2 separate regions of the Bicyclus anynana genome follow, and region 1 is linked to region 2. A link is a contact called in public Hi-C data. All regions are on one chromosome and are shown on one strand. The core of a region is the stretch at or near the end of the contact, and the rest is flanking DNA. Distances in the headings are between cores, read along the strand shown.

Region 1 (6,785 bases), core at 1,637-4,136, 130 kb before region 2:
GGCCCAGTGGTGGGCCGTTGCGGTACCGAGGCTGATAATGATGATAATATCATTCCGTTATGCGAAAACGGTACCATTTGGCGACATGTAAATGTCCCCATGTTTATCTTCCTCAGATATGTAAAACACTCCATCAGCGTTGCTGTTATCAGTTACCTGCTCGTAGTAGATAACGCTTGCGAAGACAACTGAGCGCTTTGATTTTATTTCTTTTTATTGCAGGATAACTTTGTTTTCAAAGCTTATCATCAATGTCAGCCTATTTAAACGGCTAGGCCTACTCGAGAGGGGGTATAAAGTTTAGACCCACCCCCCACCACGCTATAATTTTGCGAGTTGGCGAGTTTAGGGTTATTTTGATTATGTAACGATCACTATCCAATAATGACCGGGACCAAAGTCTCAACGTGCTCTCCAACGCACGGAGTGTTAACACACCAACTTTGACAATTTTCACTGGAAATTTCTTGTCAGTGTTTCCTACACCGACCCAGAGCTGGAACTCAGGACCTCATGACTTCATCAAGCCATATAGGCTAACAATTACTATCATTTTCCAAACTCAAGGCTGCTATTTAAAGTTTCGCGAATGAAAGTAAATCCCAATATCTCCTATAACAACCCAACACTACACTAATTCGAAGCAACACATACAAACCAACGGTCCAACGAAGCAGTAGTCACTCATTCCTCACACACGTCAGTTTGCTGCTCTACATCTCGTATAAGCCACCGACCTGCATCATGCGATTCACGTGCCGCGACCACAGAGAATTATATGCACAGACAAATAGCTCCTACAATGTTTTATAATGACTTGAATGAACGAGCTACGCTCGGAGTGTCTCTGCGTGATCGAATCAGAAATGAGGATAACCGCAGAAGAACTAAAGTCACCGACATAGCTCAACGAGTCGCGAAGCTGAAGTGGCAATGGGCGGGGCACATTATTCGAAGAGCTGATGGACGCTGGGGTCCCAAGGTGCAAATACAACAAATGCATTCCCAAGTAGGTATATATTTTTTTTTATTATTCTTTACAAGTTAGCCCTTGACTACAATCACACCTGGTGGTAAGTGATGCTGCAGTCTAAGATAGAAGCAGACTAACTTGTTAGGAAGACGATGAAAATCCTTTCGGTTTCTACACGACATCGTTCCTGGAAAGCTAAATCGCTTGGCGGTACGTCTTTGCCGGTAGGGTGGTAACTAGCCACGGCCGAAGCCTCCCACCAGCCAGACCTAGACCAATTAAGAAAATCTCAATCGACCCAGCTGGGGATCGAACCCAGCACCTTCGTTTTGTAAATCCACCGCGCATTCCACTGCGCCACGGAGGCCGTCAATGTTCACGATTCCGTGTGCCGATATGTCCACACGGCAGTGTTTTTAAAACATGTTGCGCAGTGTTGCATTTTCAATTTTGGAACGCTTTTTAACGTCCGTTAAAAAACTCTCGTGCGAATGAGGGCTTACTCGGGCGAAGTCGCAGCCATCTGCTGGTATAGACCGATAAACACAACCCGCCCTTACATCGCGCAGTAAAACGCATGAAGCTTACCCTGTGCATCGCTACGCTGTGCATGAATGTGTGACGTCACGTTTCTGGCCGCCGCCCGACCAATTGCCGCAATGAATAACGGTCGGTTCGATCTCATCGAGCACATTCGCGACTTTTTGTTTTGTTTACGTCAGGTCACGCTATGCTATACAGGAAGAAAATTTTTTTAGTGCGGATATTTTTATATTTTGTTCATAAACAAAATTTAATGATCACGTATTTTTTCTTTTTTTTTTTAACTCAAAAATAACAAAATTATCGTTAGCTAAAGTTATTTACTTTTGAACAGAATTTTAGGGTCACCCTATTGTGCGTTTATTTTATTTTCGTTTGATACCTAAAGGACGTCACCAGATCACTTTTAAGCTGAATATATCTTGTTTAGTAATAATATGTACATTATTTTGTTATTTTAGAGACATAAATTAAAAAAAAAATACATTAAATGTATCGAACTGTTTGTAGATTTATATTCTATTAATGATACAGAACCACGAAAAAAAATATCCGCACTAAAGACCGAATCACCCTGTATAGACATAGTCGATCGACGTTCCATTCTGGAGATAGGCTTTCATAGGTCTCTTGTATGAATTTCCAAGCACAAAGGTGTTGAGCCGTCAGTATTCAACGGATCTCTTTAACCCGCTTGATTTTCTTAAAAAAATTGACCCCCTATGATAAAAGGGATGTTTTCATAGTTTTGCTCACTCGTCTATTTTTCATCTATGCGGACAAAACTTAAGTACAAACTATTCAAGTATCAAAAACAAGTACTCAAAGGTAAATCTTTTGAATATTTGCTTTCGAAGGGTACGAACAATTTGTTATTTTTAGAATTTAAACTATTATGCGTGTAATTTTCCGACGTGTGTTTTAGCCGTGTTTCATAATAAATAAATTTTGTTCATTTTTATGTTGATTTTGTAGCAGGTTTGCAGAATTAATTACAAACACACATATATAACGGTAAATGAGAAACTAGATTAAAAGTTTCTAAGCACACTTTAGCATTATCCTGAATCAATAATTCTATGACGAGAGTTAGTATTAAATTCACCTCTCTCTTTCTATCTATTGAATCGTGATAGACAAAGAAAGAGAGACGAATTCAAGACGCACAATTTGAAGTTATAAAAACATTATTACATAATATCAATACTTTCGCAAGTACATCCTGAAGATCCTACAGTATCTTTTAACCTATTAATTTAGATTACCGAAAGTCAGGCGACACACATCGCAATATTAAGTCTTGCGACATGTCGCTCCTGTGTAAGTGACAAAGTGAAATAATACCAAATGATTGGCATTAATGCATCTCAAGGATTGCTCGCGAAATTCGCCGTATCTCCCGCTCGCGGCCAACTGATTACTACACACGCAATCGCTTACACTTTGATCAGTTACAACTTTAAAGCGTCCGTCTGAGAGACTGTTTGACTTATCAACGTCTGTTTGATAACAAACTAGAGTACCATTTACTGGAGAGGATCGCCCACCAACCCACGTTTGTGCAATGTGGTGATTCTTAGCTTCGTATGCTTCCTATCAAAATATTGGGGGATTCTTCCTTCCTACTGAGTAGCAAGCCCGGAGTTAGGAACTTACTAACTAGTATTACAACCCTCTACCTATACCTCGGAGAACAGCTAGGCAATTCTGTAACGATATTTTTATAACTCGCAATTGCCAGTTTCGAATTTACTCTCGAATTTACTCTATCTCTCTCTGTTTAAAACGATACTGTAGAATGAGAAAGACAGCGGTGAATTCGAAATTCGCACTTGCGAATTATACAAACCATCGTTAGAGTATAGCCGTGGTGGTTAAATTTTCGGCCCCAGTTGTGATCATTCGTCGTCGTCATCATGAACAAATTTTAAGAAAGGGTTGCGGCGTCTCCGGCGGTGTTGGCGAGCGCAGAAGCATCGCCTGATGGGGCTTGAAGGCAGAAACAAAAGTTACTTCTACTTACTTTAAGATAACGATCGTCAAACTTTATAAGTACTTTTAAGCCCACTAACTCGTCTTGCAGCCTCATACAGCGTACTCGTTTATATAAGTGATAATGCCTGTAGATCATTAAAATGTGGACATAATATGGAAAAGTCACGATAATTGAATTGAACAAAAACATTAAGAGCGAACGTTGGGTCAAGTAGAGCGAGCCAACAGCGCGGGATCAAATCAACAAACAAGTCACTTTCCCGTGGGAAGGGCTGGTGACACTGTCGTCACTGTAATCAGCGGACAAGATTACACGAGACTTGCGCTGGGACACCAACGAAATCGTACACTTTTGTAAAATAGTATTTAATAGTACTTAAATACTAATATTATAAATGCGAATGTAAGTCTGTCTGTCTGTTACCTTTTCACGGCTAAACGGCTGAAATGATCAAAATGTACTAAGACCAATCTTGGTCAGCATAGTCCAGTATACCGCATGCAATCTTTTGCAAACAGTGTCCGAGACCGTATAGATATCTTCAGTGACTCAATTAGCAGTATTAAGACTAGGTTTCCTTAAATGGATTTCTTCTTCGCATTTATTTTTTGTTGTTTGTCTTTGTTTTTTTTTTTCTTTGTCTTTTTTCTTTTTGATTACAGTAAGTAAATAATTTGCGTTGTACCCTATGTAAGCATGTTGTGTTTGCTTCAAGTAGGCACAATTACGTGAGGATGAGAAGTAGCTATTTTTTAATATATGTTAGATTAAGTATTTGTGCCAGTTTAGCAAACCAATAAAAAAAAAAAAAAAAAAAAAAAAAATGAATTTTGGTATAATGGTAAATGGGACCTTGGAGCAAAACATAGGGTACTTTTTGACCCTATAATAAAAATAGAAGGGGTGAAATAGGGGTTGAAAGTTTGTATGGAGAGTCCTTCATTTTTAGATTTACAGATTTGTTCATGAATCATAAAAAAAATACGAAATATAATGTGATTCAAGAATTTTTAACATTCAACCCCCCCAAAGTGGTGAAATAGGGGTTAAAAAAAGTTTAAAGTTTAGAATAAATAATACTCTGGACTACAATCTCTAGACCCTGACAAAAGCGCTTCTACGCTACGCGACATCATACATGGAATTTGTAAAAAGTTGTATGAAAGCAAAGCCAAATATTTCATAGCCCGACAAACCTCTACACTCAAATTCAAGGCCTCGTGAAATGTCCCACATGAGAACTACTGGACCAACGGGTCCAGAACTGTTGTTGATCTGTTCCTCCCAAGATACAAATCCATTGTATCTAAGGCCACATTTACTGGATGACCGATTAACTGAACGTGAACGAATGAGACGCCGCGAGCTACCGATAAATCGATTAGTAACTCAGATACGGATACCTCGTACCCGGTCACGGCGTCCATCGCGATTGTGATGATGTATTGCAGCGCACGCCTTGGGACAGATATATGAAGTAGCGCTGCGTGTCGATCGAATTAGTTGCATCACTTACTGTACAATAACTGGAACATCACGTTTTTAATATAGCGCAGAGTACACAGACACACAAACAAACAGATATCAATCAAGCTGTCATCGTATTTGTAGTATTAATACAAAGATAGATAGAAGATATCACAGGCAGACTTCTTCAAGGTCTACCTTGCGAACCCTACTATTTAATTTTGCTTGCTTATTATCTAGTAATAATAGGCAAGCAAAATTAAATAGTACAGTAGAGCGCTGTTTCACCCGCCGAATAATTTGAAAAGTAATTAACGTATCTAATTTGACTCCTAAGTGAAGGAAATTCCAAAATTTCAGTTGGAACTCATAAATCTATCAAACGCAAAGAGAACTTTAATAATCTAACTGGCAGTTCCGGAGATTAACGCGATTAAACAAACTACTCCTTTTTGTTATATTAGTAAAGATACGAAGACTTGTCGGATTGTTCATAGGTACGAATGTTTTTAAGAAAACTTGTCAGGTTTAATTTTAATATTCCATAAAACCCGGCCATAAAAAAGCACGTAAACAACCGCCGGGGGGCGCTGTCGTGGCTTAGCGTGATTGAGGGTGTGTAAATGTATTACGTAACCTGCGTTTAGCCCGCTACGCTACGCGACGTAATCCTGGCGCACAAAAAATGGTCGGGATCCAGTTTGGGGCGACGCGGGACCCGCTCGGGGCATAGTTGGAACGCGCCACTCTGCCGCCGAATATATTATGATCTTCGACCCTGTGCTAGGGTTGGCGACCTTCAACTACCTGCTAGAAGTAGTAATGATCATCATTAACGAAGCATAATAGGCTCACGAATCTCCTCTCAGAATGAAAGGGGTTTGGCTAATAATCCACTACGCTGGCCCAATATGCGGATTGGCAAACTTCACATACGTAGATTATGAACATTACAAAACAAACACAACACACAATTAAGAACATTCTTAGGTATTATGCAAGTTTCCCCACGATGTTTTTCATTCACCATTTGAGACATGATATATTTAATTTCTTAAAATACTCACAATTGAAAAATTGGAGGCGCATACTCCGGAACGTACTCCCTTCGAATCAAAGGCAAAGATCATATCTACTGGGCTATAACGACTCATAAGTAATAGTAGTAAGTAATAATAATTGAAGTCGAAATACTTGCTGGTTGATCGGTCAGTAGGTACGCCAAACATATACAGTTCTAAATGACGATAATCTGGTGAAATCCGAAATGGAAAAATTATCAAATTACTTGGACCATATCCACGAGCTTACCGCCATGTAGAATGTTTCGTCAACAGTTATTGTTCGGATAGTTGCGTCAACAGTTGTTATTCGGATAGTCGTGTCAGTCAATAGTCTTACATCAAAAATCTTCAACCAACATCTTAAGAAGCTTCAAGGGAAAGCTTCATACAGAAAGGAGAAATCTTTGATTAATAATGAGCAAAATTCAGAAATCATAAGCGTCAAGTTTTTGACCAATTTTCGACTTTGTTTTGACAGCCCTTGCTCTTGTCCCCCCCGGCACCGCACCTCCGATCCGCATCTTATCGATCGGCCGAGATAATCCGAGAGGTCGCTGGATGGCCGCGCCGAGCGAAGTCCGCGCGACTGACTGTGACCCCACGAGCATGATCCAAATGAAATGCCATTTGCAACAGTCACGACTTGCAGCAATTGTGCACTACCCATGATATTCGATAGTAATAGAAGAGCAATTAAATTAAATCTAATTTATTTATACATTATTGGAAGATAACAGATACA
Region 2 (5,963 bases), core at 1,865-4,364:
TCTATTTTAAAAATGTGACAAAACATGATTCACGATGCACTGAATTTTCGAGTTATTTCTGTAAAAACTTTGTATGTAAACTTTGCATTCCTGCGAAAATATATGTAAAAATCTAGGCCAATAATAATATTTTATTACTAGACTATTATAAGTCGATGGTTTTTTTACGCGTATGTCACCGTCACCAACACATATGATTCCCAAAAATTAAAGAAAGTAGACGAATCGTCATTATATAGAAATAAACTAATCTTAAGTTACCATACGCTCGAGCTTTTTGCTCACGCCAAAAGTAAGGCCTTGATGGGGCCTTCATAAAATTTATTTACATAACATTACTTGTTGTTATTTATAGCGACAAACAGACGGACAACGGAGACTAATGGCAGGCGTCCACTGATCCGCATCGTATGTATCGGAGTCAGACGCATCGCATCAAACGGATTTTTAATTTTACGTTAGATAAAATCCGTTCGATGCGATTCGATCAGTGAACGCACTTGTATAGACTTTCTATACAAGAATACTAAAATTGATGATGCGGATCTGTGGACGCCTGCCATAAGAGGGTCTCGTTGGCATCCTAAAAAGGATATGATCAAAGCGAGATCACAATAGATGCTGGAGCACTTAAGTCTAACAAAGGAGCCTCTAATCGGTAACAACCAATCTCAATGACATAGTTATCATTAAGATCTCCGTCAATCCTTTCTTAGTTAAATCGTTTATACTGTATTTTAAGACCAACCCAGGCAGTAGACTTTGTTGTAAGCGTAGTTTTTTCCCGGGACTTCCCGCCACTTCAAATTCCATCTGTCACACACATTATGTGATTCAAGTTTTTGAATAACATTATTATATCTGCAAAGAAAGGAATTTATAAAGCACCGTCGTAGTACCCATGCCCTTCAGATCAAAATCTAAAAAGGTATGGTAGCCGATATAACTATAGGCACAACGAAGCTTAAACATGAAGCAGTGATCGAAAGGCGAAAGGAAAAATTTAAACACAAGGTTCTTTTTTTTACACAATATTTCCGTACGAGAGATTGTTTTGCATTCAACAACGACAGGATCAAGTAATTGTTCCGTCAACCATAAGCATAAAGATAGTCAGAGACAAACACAAAACTTTTTAAATCGAGACTCTAATTGTGCAACTCCAAGAATCAGGGTTGGAATTGCAACGCGAAATCGCAATTAAAAAACTAACCGCCATACTCACCTCAGTTTCCCAAAGGACGAACCGATACTAAAATCGAAAAAGGGCAAGTTACGTACGTAAGAAACTCAACTGAAGAAATGTGATCACATACAAGAGCCACATTACGGACAGTTTTCGATTCGTCTCGGCAAAATGAAATGACCATTGATAATGGTTATATTACCCGATCCTAATTGCGAACGGGATTGCCTCGCGGACATTCTGTATAAGAGAATATTTTCATCACGATACGATCAAATTCAAATTCGTTTATTTCAAGTAGCCTTAGTTTACGAGCATTTTTTAAATGTCAAGTTTGAGTATATATAGAGGAATTTTTTTAGCCGGCCAGATATTAACAGCTGCTCTTTTATTCGTATAATATGCTAAGGATTTTTGTTTACTTATGGAAAATTTTATTTGCTGGTTTTATCTTAAGATAATATAATATTAAAAAAGAAATACAAGATGATTGAAGAGTTTATAATTCAATTTGTGTAAAGTGAAGGTAAAGCCAATGACTGATTAATAGAAAACATATGATGTCTTAAGTTATAGTAAGTTGTAGTAAGTAAGTATATTAGTGCCTAGATCTGTACAGATTTAAAGACTTAGATGAAACAAAAACATTTTAGGTAATCCTCTTTTTTTGGGGTAACGAAATTCTTTTAGATAGATTTGCAATCTCATTATTTTCCTGGCTGTCAGTGCTTAGATACACCGCGCTATTCTACTATAGGCTGGCGGATTTAATATTTGACACTGTTAACACCACTACAGATAGCTTAACGTGCCCTTAAATCCAATATTAATCCAATATTTCTTAGCCTGATCCAAGACCCGAAGCAAGGAATCCACGATCCATAGATTAACTGGACCGACGAAACGGTGACTAAACCAATCCATCAATAGAGATATAGTACGATGACCTATCGAATGCCCTTTACAAGTCTAAGATTACATCTGACGATGGTGAAAACGATATAATAGGAAAGACTTACAAAACGGCTCATTAGTTGCCTTCCAGAGCGTAGGACGAGATGACTGGATAATGTATCGACATCCTACGCTCTATAGATACACAATATAAAATCAGTTCTATAGCGTGTAGCTGCTAGCTGGTTATACTGGGAACCATACGAATGTGGCATATGGTTGCTAATTGTAAGCCTCAATAGATCCATGGTTAATGGACTCCAACCGAGAGGTCACGGATTCGATCCCCGCCCGCGCCCAACATTTTTTACAACTACGAAGTGTTATTCGTCAGTATTGAAACACGACTTATATTCTTATAATAAGTAAATTATATTGAAAGGTAAAAAAACTCTTTTCTGCCTTGTTGCACCTTCCGATAACGAGGTCCTGGATTCGAATCCCGAAATTCTCAGTAGACAATATAACTCTCAGCTTCGATAGTAGAAAGCTTTTGGTGGCTTGCACAAGGTACTACGATATGAACAATACGTACAAATTGTCCAAAATCCAGAATTCCTTCTACAATACAGGCTTAGGAGGGTGTCCTCAGAGTATGCAGTATACTCTGAGGACACCCTCCAACCCTATCTGTGAAGTTCAGGCCATTGGTCACATGTACATCGGAGTGATGAGACTCAGAGAGCAAGTAAGTTAAGTTAGCCGCTAGTCCGGCGCATACCATTAACATAACTCATTGTGGTCATTACAAGTCTATTTTGTTGTCTGATGAATATTGTTTTATATTTTTTATCAACAAAGAATATATCTATCTATATATCCTAACCCGCGTTGCAGCAACCTAATGTGTCTCAGCTCCGTATCCCATCTCCTGCCTATAAAGTGTGCCGTTAAAATAGGCCAGTACCTAATGATGATGAATACCTATATGTACATGTACGAGTTCCCGTTTATATGTGGCACATAAATATACAGAGAGCGAACAATAGCAGGATCGAGTCTGAGCCGAAGGGCGTCCGCGTCTGCGCATTGTCGCGAGGTGTCGGCCGCTCCGCGTGACAGATGGAAACAAAACCAAAACCAAAACCGATCCAGGGTTGCCGACCACGGGATGAAGTTAGAAACGCTGTTTTAAAAAAAACAACCATCTCCGGTATATTGTCAAGGTTTTGCACTGAATTTGGTAATCGTTGATTCCGGAGGGTGTGGGTTCGAATCCGGTTCGGGGCATGCACCTCCAACTTTTCAGTTGTGTGCATTTTAAGAAATTAAATATCACGTGTCTCAATCGGTGAAGGAAAACATCGTGAGGAAACCTGCATACCAGAGAATTATCTTAATTCTCTGCGTGTGTGAACTCTGCCAATCCGCATTGGGCCAGCGTGATGGACTATTGGCCTAACCCCTCTCATTCTGAGTGGAGACTCGAGCTCAGCAGTGAGCCGAATATGGGTTGATGACGAAACGGTATTTTCAGTGTGCCTAGTGGGAGCTTTCAATATTTTCATACAGTTACTATCGCGTTAACGTAAACGCGAATTGAAATGAAACAGTTGCAGTAGTGCCTCTAGATGGCGCTGTTTCAATTCCTTAGAAATTCGCGTTTACGTTGACGTGATCGTCACAGTATCAAACTGCCTAGGCCCTCAGTTGTGTGCATTTTAAGAAATTATATATCACGTGTCTCGAACGGTGAAGAAATAACATAGTGAGGAAACCTGCCCAACAGAGAATTTTCTTAATTCTCTGGGTGTGTGAAGTCTGCCAATCCGCATTGGGTGAGCGTGGTGGACTATTACCCTAATTTCTTTCATTCTGAGAGGAGACATGAGCTCAGCAGTGAGTCGAATATGAATGATGAGGAAACGGTATTAAAAATCATCGTCACTTCAGTCGAGGTACGTCTACTGCTGGCTGCTGGCTTAGAGACTTCCAAATAAAACGGGTCTGCAACTAGGGGATCCATGCTATACATTTAATGATGTCATTCATAGTAAGGGGTTGATCAAGACCGCATTTTGCGGGTTCGTCAATTCAACACCAAGGTCCTAAAACCTCAACAAATAATTCAATCTCCATGCGACTGCGATTTAAGCTATTCATGGTTTTTTATGGAACAACAAACCTAATATGTGTAAAACGCAAATCCAGGTGAAAAACAATGATGTTTCTGCGTTTGTACGCTAAGAACTCTTAACTCTAAACAATGGCTGTTGATGGAGTTTTCAGCAATAGATAAGAGTGATTCGAATAAGAAAGAAAGAAAGTATGATAAAAAATGTCATGGTTCAGAATATTTAGGCGAAACTATATTTAGCTTAGCAACTTCGTTCGTAACACTCGCTGCTTTGCGCGGGCCGTGAGGCGTGTGGCGATAAATGAAAAGGACTGATGCACCTCACTTCCCCGCACGCACGATTTCACACCCGCGCAGTCTTTCCTCCTATCGCCCGCATATCATGGGAGTGTCATCATGGAACGTGCCAGACTATAGACATCGAAATCGAAGTGTATAAAACATAATTTTAACAACTGTATCAATATTGTTTTTAGGACGAGTACAGTACAACCAGTAGTCACGAAACGGCAACTCGTGGTTATTTATTCACGAGTCTATTTTGATGGCGCGCATGATTCATTACGTATAATATTCCAGTAAATTATAACCGTTTTGTTGGAATCCGAGTCGGTGTAATCTCAATTGGTAACGTTAGCTTAATGGAAACGTTTTGTGACGTGATTGTGAGACATGGCAGTGTATTACGCGTGTACGCCCTAATTACAATGTGTCTCGTGCACTGGCGTGCATGAGGTTGTCGATCAGGGTATGCACTAGTAAAAAAAATTAACATTACTTGGGGTAGGCAAAACTTTTATGTAGGACTAGCTGACGCCGCGCGGTTTCACCCGCATGGTTTCCGTTCCCATAGGACTACGGGGATAATTTAAAGCCTATAGCCTTCCTCGATTAATGGGCTATCTAACACTGAAAGAATTTTTCAAATCGGTCCAGTAGTTTCTGAGATTAGCGCGTTCAATCAAAAAAACAAACAAACCCTTCAGCTTTATAATTAAAAATTAGTATAGATATACAGGAATAGGATGAATGATAACACTGTTGTGTTCCCTCATATATATGTTGACCTGTGTTGACTTTTATGCGTAATCATAAACTTTCGAGTTGCATTTTTCTTTTCCTAAAAAAAAAACGTCTAAAAGACCCGTATCAGGATGTACGAAACTATTTCAAAGCTCACTCAAGTCAAGATAGTTTAAATTCTATACATCACATATATTTTGTTTTTTTAAAGGATTTGTGAAGAGATTTGTATCCGACGTTAAGGCAAAGCTACATCTCTGGGATTCTTAAGGCTTATTTACTTTTGTAAAATGTATTCTGCTATCATGTTTCAAAGTACATTTAACATCAAAATAATTAATTACCATAATTATGTCTATCACTTCACTTTTATTTGACAAACATTTTATAATATTTCACTCCTACGTTAATACAGTCCCTTGTGATTGTAGGCCCTTGACTACAATCTCACCTGATGGTAAGTGATGATGCAGTCTAAGATGGAAGCGGGCTAAATTGTTAGGAGGAGCATGAAAATCCACACCCTTTCAGTTTCTACACGGCATCGTACCGGAACGCTATATCGCTTGGCGGTACGTCTTTGCCGGTAGGGTGGTAACTAGCCACGAAGCCTCCCACCAGCCAACTTATGATAAAATAAATAAATATTTGAGAAAAGCGTGTGCCAACCCTAACTTGTGCCCGCTATTGTTATTACAAAATGACCCATCTCAATGTCGAACA

The links. A called contact is a pair of places that touch in the nucleus more often than the background predicts.
Region 1: a contact with region 2 is called in a Hi-C map of whole body, with 3 times the contacts expected there. The contact joins two enhancer-like sites. A contact is called at or near these places in 2 of 2 Hi-C or Micro-C datasets (whole body and whole larva).

What each region holds. Positions count from the first base shown.
Region 1 is chr19:14,516,997-14,523,781 of ilBicAnyn1.1, reverse strand. The region is part of intron 1 of LOC112044074 (bone morphogenetic protein receptor type-1B); the gene reads right to left. Among protein-coding and RNA genes, the nearest start is that of LOC112044076, 23 kb to the left of the region's middle. Within about 2 kb of position 2,886, at least 1 of the 8 cell types and tissues checked has open chromatin away from gene starts, as enhancers often do.
Region 2 is chr19:14,386,427-14,392,389 of ilBicAnyn1.1, reverse strand. The region is part of intron 1 of LOC112044074 (bone morphogenetic protein receptor type-1B); the gene reads right to left. Among protein-coding and RNA genes, the nearest start is that of LOC112044074, 6.6 kb to the right of the region's middle. Within about 2 kb of position 3,114, at least 8 of the 8 cell types and tissues checked have open chromatin away from gene starts, as enhancers often do.